Linked DNA regions of Mus musculus: region 2 is linked to region 1. A link is a contact called in public HiChIP or PLAC-seq data. All regions are on one chromosome and are shown on one strand. Each heading gives the region's core, a stretch centred on a gene start, on an enhancer-like site or on the middle of the called end of the contact. The rest is flanking DNA. Distances are from core to core; before and after follow the strand shown. Region 1 overlaps Gm13391 (a long non-coding RNA gene). Region 2 overlaps Celf2 (CUGBP, Elav-like family member 2).

Region 1 (5,561 bases), core at 1,047-3,546:
CATAGGTGTGCTCAGCTTGGACCTACATATGTAAGTGCAAGGCTCCTTGTGGTGAGAAAAAGGTGAGCCAGGGAAAACAGAGACAAGCTTGTCCCAGAATGCCTCGGGCCACTGTGGAACTCCAAGAAACTAAGAATTGCCCATTGGAAGTCGGCTTCAGTGTGTGAGTGGAAGAATGACCACATTCTCGTGAGGAACTCACTGCTTCCGTTGTTAATTGTGTACATTCATGTTGGAGGTGCAGGTGAGTAGCCGGGGGCAGAGAGACTTTGCCAGAGGTCAACCCAGGGCATCATTATTGAGGATTCCTTCACCTGGTTCTTCTAGACTGTGTCTTCCTAGGTGGCCCTGTTTGGCCTGGAACTCACAGAGACCTGCCTGCCTCTGCCTCTCAAGCAGGATTAAAGGTGTGTGCCACATAATTCCTGCCTTTCACTTTGTTCTCTGACTCTTTGTTCCACTTTGTCCCTCACTGGGACCTGGGCTTCACAGAGTAAGCTAGGTCCACCAGCCATCTTCTTGTTTCTGACTCCAGCACTGGGGTTATGAGCATATGACATTATGTCTATAGTTTTAGGATGGTGCTGGGTTCAAACTCAGGCCCCACGCTGACAAGTAGTTTGCTAACGAGCTACCCACCCACCCTGTTTATAACTATTAAATATACACAGAATATAGGCCTCGGTCTTCTTGTCATTAATTAAATTATTTTGAGGTCTGATCAAAGCACAGTTCTGTTTTTTAAAGGGTCTATCATTTAGAGTTACAGATTAAGACACAGACGAAATGAGATAAGTATTGGAATAATTATGGGTGAGAAGAAGCAGATGATATAGTCAAACAAGACTGGCTATGTGTTGAAAATGAGCTAAGTCAGGGATTATCAGGCATTTAAATGTGCTTCAACTCTTCCACTTTTCAAAAGGTGTATTTTTTAGGGACTGGGGACATGGCTCAGTTGGTAACGTGCTCAGTTCAGATTCCATCACTGTGTCAAAGTCAGGCATGGCGGTAGATGTTTGTTATTATAGATGTGGGGTGGGGGTAGGGTGGGATGGGGGGCTAGTTTATAGAGCTTATTGGCCAGCTGACTACCTGCATTGCTGAGCTCCAGGTTTGGAGAGAGCATAAAATAGAAAGCAGCGGAGGGAGACAAGTGACATTGCCTCTGTCCTCCACATACCACAGGTGAGCACATGTCTGCGTGCAAACCATGCACACACCCATGGGGACGTGTAGACACACCACACCACGCCATACTTCTTAATAACTTGAAAAATATTTTTATTGGTATATGTGTGTGTGTGCGTGCGTGCGTGCGTGCATATGCATGTATGATGCCCACGAACAAGTGTATGTGGAAGGCACAGTGTATACTGAGCTGTTTTCTGTCCTGTGAGTGTGATGTCAGTGTTCATCACTCCTCGGGTGCTGGGCTGTTGTTGTACAGGGGCCTTATTTCCCAGTGGAGGAGATTAAGGCTCACTGAGGACCCAGAGTCTTCCTGGAACCCAGCAGGGCATGTGAGGGAGGCTGAACCCAAGGCAGCAACAGTGGCTCTCCTGTGTCTCTCTGCCTAGTGCCACCTCCAGGTGACCCTATGGCTTCCTGGGCAGCAATAGCTTCATGTGGAGAAATCAGCACACTTGCGGGCTCAGCAGTCCTCTGATCGTGGTGTTTGGAGCCCAAAAGGGAAGGGGACTTAACCACCCTGAGCAGCCCACCCACCGCATGCCTCAGCAGGCTTTCCCCCAACATGGGAATGACTGATTGATTCCGGGAGACAAGCCGGCTGGTTCACATTGCCCGAGGAGATTTTCCTTATTGTCTTGTTTTGGGTTGTTGTTGTTTTCCCATTGGCTGGAAATTTAGAACATGCCACTCTAGGGCAAAGAATTCTCAGAACTCTACCCAGTGATTGCTAAGCTAATTTGCTGTCATAGCAACTTTAGAGTTTGCTCCACCTCCTCTCTTTTCCTGGAGACAGGTTAGTCTCAAACTCAGTACCCTCGAGCCTCAGTCCCTTGAGTGCAGGGATTGCAACCCCCAGATACCACCACATCTCTAAGCGGCCTCTGAATTTTACAGCCTCGCTTTACCTGAGGCTCACACACACCTGTGAGGACAACAGCCACTGTTGTCATCTGAAAGTAGACAACAGCGGCGTGAATGAGTCAAGGTCTCAGCCAGGTTTTACAGAGTTAGGGAGGGAGATAGAAGACAGTAGGTCCCTAGACGGCAGTTCAGTGCTTGCTTCTGGCAAATGCTAGTCTGCAATGCGCCACCTAGTGGCAGGATTCACATACAGGCTCAAGTGCGCCTCATTAGAATGACTTCAATCTACATGTGGACAGGAACACAGCGTCTTCTGTCTTGTCACTCTGCTGACCTTTACGCTGAGTCCACTGTTGAGCTAGAAACTGAGTCGCTCTTTCACGTTGCTGTCCACAGGAAGGAAGAAAGGAAGGGTAGGGCAAGCAATGTCCACTGAAAACAAACAGTGCATTCGGGTAGCTACAGCATCCCCTCTGCTGATAGCCCTCAGACCAGTGCTGGTCAGGCAGTGCATGCATAGCCAGGGCTTAGAATGAGCTCAGATGAAAGGTAGTCAAGAGCCGGGCGTGGTGGCACATGCCTTTAATCCCAGAACTTGGGAGGCAGAGGCAGGTGGATTTCTGAGTTTGAGGCCAGCCTGGTCTACAAAGTGAGTTCCAGGACAGCCAGAGCTATACAGAGAAACCCTGTCTCAAACAACAACAACAACAACAGCAACAACAACAACAACAACAACAACGAAAGGAAGGAAGGAAGGAAGGAAGGAAGGAAGAAAGAAAGAAAGAAAGAAAGAAAGAAAGAAAGTAAGTTAGTTAAGAAGGAAACTTACTTAGAAGAGGAGGACATCTTCTGTGCTGACGCAGTGTCTGGTCCAGTTACACATGACCCACCCACCCCTCCACACAGCTGGTTCTGTCCAGATCCTGTGCGATCTTGTCCATCCAGCCCACATCCAGGCTCCTCTTGGTCTGGAATCCTCGACCCCAGAGGCAAACTGGTCCACCTCTTTCTTTCTAGTCTGCTTCTCAGTGACAAGGAAGGCACTAGTGGGATAGGGCAAGGGAGCCTTGGATATTAAAGTTTTGTCTCCACAGGATCCCTGGGGACCCGAGGTCCATGCCCACACTGTCTTCTAGCCACAAGAGTGACTTCTTTGCCTGCAGGATTGGGTTAGAGTCATTCCATCACAGCTAACTTCCAGTCTACATAAGACGTTTCTTCCTGCAAATGGTCTGTAACTTACACAAACCACTTTGTGGGTCAGAATCTAGCTAGTCACACGTAACTGCAGTGGGTTCTGGGAAGTATACTTTCTAATCTGCAGGTCATACACCCAGCTGTCCTTAGTAAAGGGTTTCATTGATTAAGAGAGGAAGGGAAGAAGTAGTGAGGTACAGTTCAGCGTTTGTGCCCCCTCTAGCCTGGGATGTAATTCCCTGTAATCTTTACTGTCCAGAAACGAGGCATTTTCTGTATCTCAGAATCCTGCCACCAGCCCAGACGTCATAAGAGCATTCATTGGAATGCTATCCTTTCTTTAGGTTGGGCACTGAAACGAAGGGTCCCACTAGTCCAGATCATTGGTAGCTATAACAACAGACTGCCTGTCATTTATCCGGCTTCCATTTTGTGCTAATTACTCTTTGAAATGATCTCCATTGGCTCAATCTTCACAGCCCCCCTGGGGGCACGTATTCAGACAACTCTGTTCTCTGTCAGGAGAGGCTTCTAAAGGCCAAAATTTAGGGACCTTTCTCACCACCTCTCTAATTCCCCAGGTTTGCTCCGACCCAGTCCCTTAGGAAGAAGGTGAGAAGGTGGTCTTTTGCAATGCGCAAGGACACCCGTGAGCATGCTAAGCAGCTCAATTAACTCTGAGTTTGTTGTAGGATCAGTATGTCGTGGAAAGTAGAACTCTCCGAAGAAGAGAACATGTGCATCTGGGAGATCAGGGAGCTGCCTGGAATCAGAAGCCCGGATTTGACCTTTGCCCACATTTATTTCTGTCTCCCACACTAAATATTACTATTGGGCATGTGCGTTCTGTGCTCTCTCACTAGCATAGTCATAAACACAGTTAACTTAAAAACAAATACAGAAGTGTGTTTGGCTTATTAGACATCCTTGCTTAATGGAATGCATGACCCCCCAAAGCCAGGAAGCAGACGCCTGCCTGCTTCCTGCCCTGCCACCATCCCCAGGCTCATAGGGGAGAGGGAGGTGTGACCATTCTGTGGCAGTAGCATTTTGCACCAGGCCAGGGTGTGTGATTCTGCAGCAGTTGGGAAGGTGCTGGCTGGACCCATCTCAGGCAGCAGGAACATTCTGGCAGCCAATTACAAATCCTCTCTCAGAGCTGGGAGAAGGTGCGATCACTTCTCCAGGCTCCCCTGGGATCTCTTTTCCAGTGTGCAGAATGGGCCTCCCCAGGGCCCCTGCTCTGCCGGCTCCCCTATCTATGCCTCATGAATAGATTGCCAAGTCCCAGTCCTTCAAGTCCCAGTGAGAGTGGGGGAAAGCCGGCAGCCTCCTCTCTTCTGTCTAAGTCTGCTTGGGCTGCTATAGCCAAGTGCTCTGTCTGAGGGGTTTGAGCTCAAGTGCTGGGATTAAAGGCGTGCGCCACCATGCCCGGCTGTAACGTTCTTTCATAACTCTCAGTGATGACGGGGCCACTGTTACCTCCCTATTTAATAGCTTGCTTGTATTACCCCAAACTCTCATGCTGGTGTCTGAAACACAGTGCCTTGGCACATGACTGTTTAGAGAGGGGTTCTTTCCAGACGCAACTAGTTAAAATGAAGCTGTTAATAGTGGAGGGAGGCTATCATATGACTGATGTCCTTTTAAAAAGAGGAAACTGGAGATACACACACACACACACACACCATGTGAGCATGAAGGAAGAGCTGAGAAGCAATCCCAGAGACAAGGGGAAAGGCACCAAGCAAGACCCTTCTTGTCGTCAGAAGGAGCAGACCCATACTGTACTTTTTTGTTGGATTTCCAGCCTCAGAGTCCCACTCCTACCCTGTTCTGTGCCGGTTAGGGAAGAAGAACTTCTGTTGTGTCCATGAACAGAGAACAGCAGCGGTCTCTAACTTCCGCACAGGGGAACCTGCAGGTGTTGGAGACAGTGGAATGGCCTCGGATGATGAATCAGGGAGGCTGTGTCCTCTGCTCTCTGGCCCTCCACCGTTCATTCTCCTGTGTAAGTGCCAGTGTGTGTTTCTTTCTCCAGCCTCACGCTCTAAACAAGATGCCTCTGGCAGAGGCCCGGGTAGATGGAGTCTCTCAAGTCCAGTACAACTTCATTGTCCCTGACTTATGAAGGTAAGAGCCAGAATCACCCAGAAGCCCGAGAGCTTCCTGTTGGGTTACTTGTTTTACCATCTATATTGAAAAGAGTTGACTAATATAACTATCCCTTGATAACAGGACAGGGGATGTCTGCCCTTCACAGACATGGGCTGACTTGTCTGTTTGTCTCTTTCCATTGTTTGTGAAGG
Region 2 (5,561 bases), core at 2,227-4,726, 260 kb after region 1:
GCCCTTCTTAGTTTACTTCATCAGTCTGTGGAAATGCAAAGAGCCGGACAAGTGCAAAGCCAGCAGCCCAGGAGCTGCAGCCTTTTAAGCAGGCGACCACTGCACTAGTTAAGCATGTCAGAAAGAAGAAACACTAAGCAGGTGTGATTTCACTGTCGCCTCAGAGAAATACCAAAAATGCACTAGAAAAAGATCTAAAGCAGAGAGAGTTCCTTATTTTGTTGCCAGAAACAGACAAACAAAAAGAACACTTTAAAGATGCTGCAGGTCTAAACTCATTAGACTTGAGTGCCCCCGCCCCTTAAAGCATGTCTGCACTCTTTAGCATGGGAAAAACTGGGAGCTTTGGAAGGCAGTTCCTGAATTTGAGGACATAGTGAAAAGTCTGTCACATTCACACAGACCACCTCCTCCCCCAAAAGCTAAGCTCTTGTAGAACGAAAAAAAAAAAAAAAACCAAAAAACAAAAAAACCCCAAAAAACTCAATTCAGATTAATTCAGAGAGGCAATGATGTCAGACCCTCTTCAGTAGGTGTTGCTTTGATCTCTACATCTCTACCACCTCCCCATGTGACCACTTTGTTTTTTAATCACTGAAGTAACATGATACATTTTTACAGCATTCACTAATCGATCTTATTGTTATAAAAATGCTCTACAGAGTAAAATATTGAATGCAAAAATTTTTTTAACAATTCAGGTATAATACAATGCTTGTTTATATTAGCCTAGACCATTTATCTTGCTCTCATGCACCTATCTTATTTCCCATCACTGAGAATTCAATAAACAATTTAGCCTGTGGAGCTGTGATGGCACAAGGTGGAGGTGGCTCAGCTCTTTGCAGTAGAGGATACCATGTCTATAGCACTTTGAATGCTGAGAATGTGGCAAGATTCACTTTTGGGACAGGAAGGACTCGTGGTTACTGCTGTTGACAACCAGCTAAATGAGAAGAGGAAGGTATTGCCACAAGTCTAAGCTAACAGAAAGCAGAAGTTGGACAATGACTCATATAGAGCAAGAGTTAGACTGCAGTACAGTTGTCTAATATCTAAACAAGAGTTCTGGAGTAAGCACTAACTAATGCTCACATCACAAATGAACATTCCTTTTATGTTTTCCCAAATAACAGAAACTAACGGAATCAAAGAAGGAAGGAAGCTGCCCAGAGCTCCTTTGGCCTTTCTATAGTAGAAAGTGCTTACTTCATGTCTCCCAGTTGGTTGTCCAACCTAACACCTTGGACCCCTTACCATTCAAAGGGCAAACACATGGGCTCTGTACTCGGACATCATAGCTTTCTACTGTGCTACTTTGAGCTTCAGATCCTTCATCTATAAAATGGCAACAACAGATAACACCTCATAGAGGCACATAGCCTAGAATGTTCTATAAATGTCTTGCTATTCTCACTGTGAATGCACTTCCTTTACATACTCACCACAAGTAATCACCATAATTCTATTTTTTACTTAAAAATTCTTTTGGTGTAAATCCAAACATGACTCATATCTTTAGTAATAATAGTATCTTATATATACCAATACTACACTATGTACATTACTTTTTTAAAAATTGGCCTTGGTTCTTTTTGTTTGTGTGTGTGTGTGTGTGTGTGTGTGTGTGTGTGTGTGTGTTTTCAGTCTTACTTTGTAGACTTGGCTGTCTGGCCTGAACTGGCTATATAGAACAGCCTGACGTTGAACTCACAGAGATCTGCTTGCTTCTGCTTAACAAGAGCTAGGATTCCATGGTGAACAACCACATCTGGCAGTGATTTACATTTTTTTTTCTTTTCTTGGTTTTTCGAGACAGGGTTTCTCTGTGTAGCCCTGGCTGTCCTGGAACTCACTTTGTAGACCAGGCTGGCCTCGAACTCAGAAATCCGCCTGCCTCTGCCTCCCAAGTGCTGGGATTAAAGGCATGCGCCATCACTGCCCGGCTACATTTTTAATCATTAAGACAACCCTATGAGAAAGTAGTTTTTCAAATGGCAACATCTGAGAAATAAGTTCCCTTCCTAAGGATACCAGATTATGAACTATAGTTAGAATCCAAATCTATGCCCCTGGGTCCCAAACTGCAAAGTATTTCTAATCCACCATGTGGCTAAACATTCGGTACAGTATGGCTTGAATGGAGTAAAGACAGCTCAAAACAAATCAAAGACAAATTCCAAAGCAAGTCTTACTGGGTTTCTTGAATCACACTCCCAAATAAAAACAGGAATGCTGGAAAAATGTACACACACCACTCCTCTATCTCTGGGAAACAAGCTGCAAACCACCCAGTTTATGAGCCTTTAAGGCTGCTTTGAAACCCACATCTTCTCAATTACCACATAAGAAGATCACCATCTGTCCAGAGCCTTTCTTCTCTACTTCTAGAAAGTCACTCGGATGAGTAGCTGCCACGTATCCTTTTTTATATCCCTTTTTGTCTGCCATCTTGCAAATGATCATTTGGAAAGTGTACAATAATTCTGTCTGTAGGAAAATGTAGTCATATAGTATACACTAAAACCACCACCAAACACTCCCAATCGAAAACATTTATTTTGGCTATTCATATGACAGTGACCCTCTTATTATTACTGCATCTTGGTGTATAATAATTTTGCTAACTTTGTTTTAATACACTTTAACTTCTCCTTTGGACTGAATCTTTTCTCTTGGCTGAAGAATATTTCTTTTGGAAATCTGGTGACTTCAGTTCTCATGTGGCTGTAGGGACAGAGACTTCCGAGTTAGCCAAAGATCATGTGTTAATCATGTTTTAAGTTAAGCTTTTGGGGGTTCTTGCCAGGGACCATAGGTATCCAAGGAACTTTCATAGAGAATTATAGATACACATACCCCCATCTCAGCCAAACCTTCTCCTAAGAGCTTTGTCAGAAAAGAGTCTGCATGACTTGGAATGCTAGGACTAGCTTGCTTTTCTTATTCCGTACTTTCCAAGGAACACAGTATAGTACAACTTTAGATTCAAATCTAAATAATATTAATAGAGGGCCTACCCTTTGCCAGAAACCTTTGCCAAGTATCTGACACACAATATCATAATAGCTCTTTGGAACCATCTTCATTTTAGAAATGAAGCAAATGAGGTCCACAGAAGTAAGGTGCCTTTCCCCAATGCAATCTCTGTAAGGAATCACACTATAAAATATGGATACAGTAAGATTTAAAAGCCAACTGTCTGCCCTTCTTGTTCTATGACCTCGACTTCTTTGGCGAAATCCTGAGGTAGTGGTGTTTCATGAGACTCTGTGGCCACTTGCAAACCTTGGACACAGACATATACGTCTGTGGGCACCTTGCCTGAAAACTTCAACAAGACCCTGAATACCAATTGTGTTTTGCCCTTGGCCCTCTAGGACAGGTGCCAAGTGGAATGGGAGCATAAGTCAGCGAGCACACGGTCAGAGACACTGCTGGCATGAGCCTCAGAGTCAGGATGGAAAGTGCCGCTACTGGAAGGGCCACTTGAGGGCTCACTCGCAGCTTCCAGCACTGCACTGACCTACTTCCCTACTCCATTTCCTAGCAAAAAGAAATCAGATCAACAGAGACCATGCACACCCATCCTTGCGTCCTCTGAGAAAGCAGAGTACCATTCAATAGAAGTGGCTCAATGGATTATTATTATTAACTTCAGGAAAACATTTTATAAGGTCTAAAAATTTTCAAGTTTCCTTTTCAAGACTGGAAGCAAAGAAACAGATTTTTGATTTTGTATTTTGTCCTGTATTTGTTTTCTATATTTAATTTCCTTTATCTCAAAAAAAGCAACAAACTTACAAAGCCAAAACTGCTATGAAAAAAAAAAATTCCTGCCTCTGAATACTGTTGTCTGAAGATAGCTGATCTTCTTGGTGTTAATAAATAATAATATTGTTCTTACCCTTTTATTTGTTTGGTTCTTACCTTACTGTTTTTATTTTTGGGATGAGTGCACTGGTTCAACCGTGCTGATAGAAATGATCCCCATCTCTATACCCCTATCACTAGCACTGCAGTATGCCAGGCAGTAGCTACATATTGCTACTGAGTACTCAACTATGGTTAAGGCAACGATATAAACACATTTTTATTAATTTTCTTTAGGTAGCTCTAGAAAGAAATATACCTTCTTTCCTCCTTTTAAAACACTAGTTAGAGCTGAGACTCACTTAAACATATTATTCTGAGGGAGCCGTTTTGAAAATACTATTAAAGCCGAGTTGCCTAACCATAAGCAGATAATGGGCCAAAGGAGCTGGCCTTGGCTCAGCATCAATTTAACTGTGTGCCCTCAAGGAAAATCAAACACTCCTCTGTACCTCATTCATCCCACTGTAAACCAAAGAGAACAATAGTAATTTAATGTTATTTAAACATCAATTATAATATATGGTTATAATTTCTACAAAAGGCTATAAAAATATAAATACTTGTATTCATATAAATACTTGCATTAATGTTTATAAAAATATGCTATCTCCAGTGTGTTGGATGCAGAGAATGACTTACTGAAAAGATAATTTAGATAGTATAACCAGCTGCTTGAAACTTTGGTATAATTCCACATCCTGTGTCTAATTTAATCCCCAAAGCTCAAGGCATATACATACAGGCCAGAGTGTTAACAAGGTGTCATGTATGCTGTGGGGAGCAACACAGGCTTAGATGGAACTGTTAGTGGCCAACTGCCAAGGGTGCTACCAAAGAGCCATCTCTCTCAATATGTCCCAACATTCTTCCTAACAAAATGAGCTGCACCTCACCATTTCGGTCAGCTGACAAAGCCACTCTTTACACGGGTTTAGGAATAATTGTCTAATACCACGTGTACTTAAGAGAGAGCGCACAAAAGACGAGACTGTTTGGTTGTCATGGAAAGCTATCCAGGACAGAGCTGCATAAGGCAACAGAGGAAGAGAGGACTGGCAATGTGTCTGGTGCTTCTAGAAGGCTACAGGATGGGCATGAAATTCAGCAGTACGTGTCCATGTGGGCAATGTTGGTCATTTAAAAAGAACATTATCTTCTCCACAGAATGGCAACATGGTAACCAGGAGCCAGGCAAAAACACCATATAGAGTCTTTAGAAGCCACAGCTACCCACATGTGTCCTAACTGTAGCTAGGTTGTTACATAAGATGTAACTATAATGATGCTCCTGTATTTACTTGGAAGACACTGTTATCTCTGACCATGTAGAGCAGAACCTTTTGAATTACAGGCATGTCAATTATAAAATAAGGGCCTACATTCTCTGGGGTGAAATGGCACCATATCAGCAACCAAAAACTTCATGGAAGATTAGCTGGAATAAATAATACTCAAAATATCTGAAGGAGATAAAAATTCCTTTTCGATCATCAAATTTTAAGTAAATTAGCTTGTGTTATTCTGAAGGAAAATTCAAGGTTACTTTATGTACACGTACATGTAATATTGCTTGTCCATAAGATTTTTACAAAAAATGAGGGAAGGATCCCAATAAAGGAACTAGAGAAAGCACCCAAGGAGCTGACGGGGTCAGCAACTCTAGGAGGAACAGCAATATGAACTAA

The links. HiChIP or PLAC-seq counts read pairs in DNA pulled down with a chosen protein or histone mark.
Region 2: an H3K4me3 HiChIP or PLAC-seq map of bone marrow-derived macrophages shows a contact between it and region 1, with 2.5 times the contacts expected there. The contact joins two enhancer-like sites. A contact is called at or near these places in 3 of 484 Hi-C or Micro-C datasets (CD4 T cells, bone marrow-derived macrophages and peritoneal macrophages), 3 of 115 datasets of contacts at active chromatin or transcription factors (bone marrow-derived macrophages, memory CD8 T cells and pancreatic cancer cells) and 1 of 9 other capture datasets (macrophages).

Annotation. Positions count from the first base shown.
Region 1 is chr2:6,467,070-6,472,630 of GRCm38.p6, forward strand. Gm13391 (a long non-coding RNA gene) reads left to right here. Exons shown (of 3, transcript XR_373980.2): 2 at 5,294-5,385. Among named protein-coding and RNA genes, the nearest start is that of Gm13391, 3.8 kb to the left of the region's middle. Within about 2 kb of position 2,297, at least 10 of the 459 cell types and tissues checked have an H3K27ac peak or open chromatin away from gene starts, as enhancers often do. A contact at or near this core is called in bone marrow-derived macrophages, where this site is marked.
Region 2 is chr2:6,722,850-6,728,410 of GRCm38.p6, forward strand. All of the region lies in intron 1 of Celf2 (CUGBP, Elav-like family member 2), which reads right to left. Among named protein-coding and RNA genes, the nearest start is that of Celf2, 160 kb to the right of the region's middle. Within about 2 kb of position 3,477, at least 17 of the 459 cell types and tissues checked have an H3K27ac peak or open chromatin away from gene starts, as enhancers often do. A contact at or near this core is called in bone marrow-derived macrophages, where this site is marked.